Regions from separate parts of the Mus musculus genome. Here region 1 is linked to region 2. The links are chromatin contacts, called in public HiChIP or PLAC-seq maps. All regions are on one chromosome and are shown on one strand. The core of a region is the stretch at or near the end of the contact, and the rest is flanking DNA. Distances in the headings are between cores, read along the strand shown. Region 1 holds the start of AU021063 (expressed sequence AU021063). Region 2 holds the start of Tuba1c (tubulin, alpha 1C).

Evidence for each region. HiChIP or PLAC-seq counts read pairs in DNA pulled down with a chosen protein or histone mark.
Region 1: an H3K27ac HiChIP or PLAC-seq map of embryonic stem cells shows a contact between it and region 2, with 9 times the contacts expected there. The contact joins the promoter of AU021063 here to the promoter of Tuba1c in region 2.

The regions. Positions count from the first base shown.
Region 1 is chr15:101,219,489-101,222,660 of GRCm38.p6, forward strand. It overlaps AU021063 (expressed sequence AU021063), which reads left to right and starts at 1,759. Exons shown (of 3, transcript NR_045996.1): 1 at 1,759-1,837; 2 at 1,990-2,126; 3 at 2,301-2,667. A330009N23Rik (RIKEN cDNA A330009N23 gene) reads right to left here. Exons shown (of 3, transcript NR_045328.1): 3 at 1,703-2,701.
Region 2 is chr15:99,028,511-99,031,474 of GRCm38.p6, forward strand. Tuba1c (tubulin, alpha 1C) reads left to right here and starts at 1,381. Exons shown (of 4, transcript NM_009448.4): 1 at 1,381-1,914. The coding sequence starts at 1,912.

The sequences.
Region 1 (3,172 bases), core at 509-3,008, 2.2 Mb after region 2:
CAGTGTTTACAGAGAGCTTGGTCCTGGAAGATGGTGCTTTTCCCGTTCTGGCAGGAAGGGAAACAGGCTCCCGGGAGACTCTTTTATAAGAGTACTTGTCTTAGAGTTTCTATGGCTGTGATGAGACACCATGACCAAAGCATGGTGGGGAGGAAAGGGTTAACTTGTCTTACACTTCCTCAGCGCTGGTCATTTTCGAAGGAAGTCAGGACAGGGACACAAACAGGGCAGGAACCTGGAGTCATGAGCTGATGCAGAGGTCATGGAGGGTGCTGCTTAATGGATTGCTCCTGGCTTGCTCAGCCTGCTCTCTTATAGAACCCAGAATCACCAGCCCAAGGATAGCACCACCCACAAAGGGCTGGACCCTCCCCCATCATTCAATAATTAAGAAAACGCCCTATGGCCAGATCCTATGGGGGCATTGTTTGATTGTTTGCTTGCTTGCTTGTTTTTTGAGACAGGGTTTCTCTGTGTAGCTCTGGTTATCCTGGAACATGCTCTGTAGAGCCGGCCTTAAACTCAGAGATCCACCTGCCTCTGCCTCCTGAGTGCAGGGACTAAAGTCACACACTGCCACCACCACCAGGCTTGGAGGCATTTTCTCAACAGACACTCCCTTTTTTTCAGATAAGTCCAGTCTGTGTCAAGTTGACACAAAACTGCCCAGCACAGTGCTTGTTCCATTCACAAGGACAGAGCCCTCCTGACTGAATGAATCACCAATCCTCCTAAACCCTCCACCACTTAGTATCACAGTGAGGGCTGAGTCTGTGGGACACCGGCTTCCACACTACAGCTGATTGTAAGCAGGGGCGTGATGTGGCCCTGCTTGTCTGTAGGGAGGCACTTTCTGTGGTAGCAGACCATTAGAACTGTGAGGAGAGACACAGCCAGTGGGGCAGGAGACAGGTTCAGGCACGATCAGACAGCCATGCAGAAAGGGGATGCTGACTTCTGTCTGAAGTCAGTGGCAGAGAGAGCCATGGCCAGGGGCGGGGGTGGGGGGTTGTTCTAGCATGAGCATTTTGGGGTTTGGGTAGCCTGATACACAATGCTGCCCACCACCACCACCCAAAAAGCCAGGGATTAGACGCTGAGCAGGTGTTCATTTGCCAACAGGGAAGAGGTCTGTGGAGTTCCTGCCCTAAGAGCTTCCATCTTCTGCATTTCTCCTGCTAAAGTGAGAGGTGAGGAAATATGTATTCCATGTCTCATGAGTGACGTGTTGCTGCTCTGAGGAAAACCAGACTGAGTGTCCCTTCCTTCTGTCACTCCAACCTGGCCATTCGAGAGGCAGATGCTTGGCCTCTGGATGGGACTAGACCAGGAGACACCCATATCCAACACAAACTGTCCTATCTACCTGGCTCCTACCTACAGACCTCCTGGGAGTCAGATCTCTGAACTGTACTGGATCAGACCTGCTAGAACTCTCCCGCAGCAGGGCCCCAGCACCAACACAACACTGTACCGCGAGAACGCTGTTAGGCAATAGGAGTCATTAAGAAAACAAGCATTCCCTGCCCAGCCAGCTGCCCACCGGCTGTTCTATACCTCCTGCAAGCAGTGATGTCATGCAGCTGAGGCCCAGCCCATCATTCCTGGTGTACCAGAGAGCCAGCTGAGCCCCAGGCCCTCTCTTGCTGCTAACTCCCCTCCCCATCCCCTCCCCTCCCCCCTCCCACACAGAAGCAGAGGCGGCATCCATAGAGCTATTTATTCATCCTTGCTAGTTCTGTGCCCTGAAGTAACTGACTCACTGGGACTCTACAGCGTCTGAACTTTCGCAGCTCTAGTGCTCCAACTTTCCGAGGGTTCCCCAGAACTTAAGCAGGTCTGTGGGGTCACAGGGAATTGTGGATTGGTGGGAGACTTGGCAAGGGGTTGTCCTTAAAGAAGTGAGAAGGGGCTTTGTCCGTTAGACAGCCTCTACTAATCCCATGCTACCCAGGTCTCCCCTCCCCCCACCCTTAAACCCCATCTTAGGATGGAGCAGCTGGAGCCAAAGAACTGGGAAACATGAACTCCCTGGGAACAAGACACCTGCTTCGACATAAGTTGCAGACGAAGTATAGATTTCTCAGGAGCAGATCCACAGGGGATTTGCTAAGAGGCATGAGGAGGTAAGGGACATTCTGGAGAGGCAGGAGGCCTGGGTAAGGCTAATTGGAGGAGGGGAACAGATGCTAGGCAAGGGGCGTGGCATAAGAGGAGGTGGGGCAGAGAAGGCTGAGCTCTGGAGCCGTGCTGTGGAGTACTTTTAACCGGCAGCATCTCCCTCCTCACAACTTCCTCAGTGTGAACTCAGTTACCAGCTCACTACAGATCCTCCTGGAGGAACAAATGCTGTATGGGATCCCAAAATATGGCAAGGTTTCCAGGTGGCGCCGAGCACCAGACGGCTTTGAGTCTGGAGATAGTTCCACCACAAGGCTCACGACCAGCAGAGGGTGCCACCATCCCACAGGGAGGCACCCAGGACTCTCCAATCCTCCCTGGAGAAACTGTGGAACCGCAGAGGAATCAGGCAGTCCGCTCCCCAGCTGCCAGCTGCTGAATTAGCAGTCTTTGTCAAGAGTCCTGGGTTCCTAAATCCATTCCGGGGCAGTCTTTCCCTCTCTGACTGCTGTCTCAGGCAGGAGGGCTTGGACCACACACGTCTTTTCCAGAACATGAGGCCTCTTCCAGCTCTGAAATCCTAAGATTTGAGAAAATCATGCCAAGGACTTAGAGAAATTGCCTTTTCTGGGCTCACACTTGCTCTGGGTTTTCTAGCACCTTCTTGCTTAGGTGAGAACTTCAGCTCCCTGTGGTGGCTTCTCACCTGGAGGCAAGAGGCAATCGGACCTGCACAAACTGGGGTTGTGGGGGAAGAGGTGTTTACCTCTAATCAGCACAAAGGACTTCTGTCAACAGGGCTGTTAGATACGCATTCACTAATCCTCCAGAGTAGGCAGGTGGCACCTTCATAGGTGGCACAGGATCTCGTTGGGGGTGTGTGGGGGGAGGGTCCTTTCGTGGATAAGAACTAGAATGAACGCAATACAAACTTTTCTGTCTTCTACCTTCGTAACTCCCCACCCCCTCCCCCACTACAGATGCCGTCTGTCAGGCAACAGACGGTCCAGGGGTCCATCTGTGTTAATGCTCTCAATAAGAGTCCCATGTT
Region 2 (2,964 bases), core at 131-2,630:
AAGAAAAAAAAGAAAAGAAAAGAAAGTTGCCTTGCTGAGCTAGCAGGTCTTTACCATAGTTTAAGCCTCTGGTACTTTATTGGTATAAAGATTAGATAATTTAATCAGTTACAGTTGGTTCTCTCCTTACACTGGATAGGTCCTGGGAGTCAAACTCCCAAGTTCCTCGGGCTTGGTGGCAAATGACCTTACCACTGAGCCATCTTGTCTGCCTGTATTGTACCACTTTTCACAGCCATCCCTGGCATTCTAGTCTTTTCTATTTGAAACAAAGTAGCCTGGATCAAATTTGCCAGTCTTGTCCCCTGCCTGCTGAAATACAGGTATGCATCATCACATTCAAATAAGGGCGGCTTTTTAATTTGTGTGTGTGTGTGTGTGTGTGTGTGTGTGTGTGTGTGTGAGAGAGAGAGAGAGAGAGAGAGAGAGAGAGAGAGATTCTGTGTACGTGCATAGGCCAGAGGTCAATATGTTCCGTCTTCCTCTATGACTCTCCACCTTTTTTTTTTTTTTTTTTTTTTTTTTTTTTGAGACAAGGTTCCTCACTGAACTCTGATACTGCAAGAGCAGCTGGCCTGTGAGCTCCAGGCTCTTCCTGTCTCTCTCTCCTTAGTATGAAGAGGACAAGCAAGCACACCACTCCAGTTCCTTAAACTTTCCCAGGGATCTGTCTATCTCCTCAGCAGGACTGAATGGCACTTCTGAGAAATCTGCTTTGCGGAGTTGTTCAGACAAGTCTGTCTAGTGCAGGGCAGTGGGGCAGGGAAGTCCAACGTCTCCCGCGGTGGAGACACTTGCCTGCTTTGTTTCCCGAACTCTCCTCTCCTCTTGACTGTAAAATGAGGAGAGGAGCCCCCGGGCTCTTGGGCCAGAGAGAATGTGGTACTACAGAGTGAACTCTGCATCCCACAGACGCAGAGAAAGGAATTAGTGTGGATCGCCTGGGTTTAGCTTGAGCACTGCAGCGGGGACCCATCTTGGGGGGCGGGGGGGAGTTACGAGTTCCTCTCATAATGGGCCGAATAATTTTGTGCCTCTTAAGGCTCTTAAGACTCGGAATGTTTGCTTAAAGAGGAGCTGAGGCAGACTCTGCCTTCGAAAATAAAAGGGCGCTCGGGATGCTCTGGCAAATATCCTCAGGACTTGGGGGAAGGGTGGGGAGAAGGGAGGAAGGAGGAGAGGGCTAGCCTTCTAGAAGGCGGGAGTAAAGAGTAAGGTGCTTAGGACCCATTGGAGGCAACTGAGACCTAGGTTAGGAAAGATTGCCTTCAGGGGCTGCAACCCTGGTGATGTTGTAACCGGCTTTGGCTTGAGCTAACTTCAGCTCCACCCCTCCCACTGTGCCGTCAAGTTGACTGGGCGTTTCCATCTTGGCCCCCTGAAGCTGTCGCAGTCACCACCCTGCCGGCAGCCCCGGGTCACCTCTCTGGCTCACTCTTCCGGGCTCCAAGGCCTGGGTGGGGCGACCGAGCCACAAGTGCGGCGGCGATCAGCTGTGAGTCCCCGGTGGCTGAGCCAGGCCGCCCCCCTCTCTACCTGGGACTTTCTTCCGGCCAGAGCTCCACAAAGATCTCGCTGTCCTCCAACTTCCAATCGCCTTCCCCACCTTCTTCCCCGCCCCACCTGGCCCTGGCGTGGACCCTGGGTGTCTCCTCCCCTTCCCACTTCCAGCTCCTTCTACGGAGTTTGATTTGAACTTTCGAACCCGCCAATCATCGGCTTCGCTGCGGCCCGGGGCGGGGTCCGGTGTCCGCCCTCCCGACGCGTGGCCCGGCCAGGGTATATAAGCCCTGTCCTGGAGGCGGACCTTACACAGCTTCTCCCCCGGACTCCTTGGTAGTCTGTTAGTGGGAGATCTTCGTCACCCTTTTTCACTTCCTCAGTTTTCGCGGACCACTTCAAGGACTAAATATGGTGAGTATGGCTTTGGGGTAGCGGCGAGGTCGTCTGAAGGGACCGCGGGAGCTGAGGGCTGCCCGGGAGACGATACCTGCAATAGCCCCACGACGGCCGCCTCCAGTTAGACTGGCTTCTGGCGTTTGGGGTGTGAGAGCCTAGTCCACTAAACTAGTGTCGCTTTGGGCTGGAGGGCTCGTCCCGATCCTCTGTCTCGATCCTCCTGGGAGAGCATCCCGTCTCGGCCGCCGGTCGCTCCCGGAAAGGCAGGGAACTTTCACAATGATCACGAGAGTTTGGAGAAACTCAAAGGTCTCCATTTTCCTCAAATGATGTCGCTCTCCCAGCTGGGATAGCCCAGAGGACCTCGTGCGCTCTGGACAGGACTGAGCAAATACTTCCGGGCACCGTCTCCACGCCCTGTGACTCGCTGCTGAGTCACCTGTGGCCAGTCCCCGGCCCTTCCAGCTGCAGCTGTGCACCTGAGAAGGCGAGCTCCTCCGTAGGAGGGAATAATTGGCGTCAGATCCCCTAAGCCAGCCTAGTTTTTAGTGTTACTTCAACGGCATATTTATATTTAGCCCAGTTAAGAAAAAATGTCCGTAAAAAATTTTTTTTTCAATTTAAAGCTAGAGTAAACTACCAACAGCGGGTTTTTTTCTCTCCCTTCCCCTCTCCCCCCCCTCTCTCTCTCTCCTTCCTTCCTTCCTTCCTTCCTTCCTTCCTTCCTTCCTTCCTTCCTTCGATAAAGGGTTTCTTTGTAGCTCTGGCTGTAATAGAACTCACCCTGTAGACCAGGATGGTCTGGAACTCAGAGCTCTGCCTGCCTCTGCTACCTGAGCTGAGATGAAAGGCAAACCACTTGGCTTGCACTTTGGTTTTTGAGTGTCTTATGCTCATGCCAGTCTTGAAATCATTATGTGGCCAAACATGACCTTCAACTAAAACCAAGATCCTTCTGTCTCCACTACCCAAGAGCTAGGGTTATTCACCTGGTTAACAATGTATTAGTTCAGTTTTCAAGAAAAAAATGGGTGAGGCTATCAAACCCTGGGCTCTGGAGGCAGC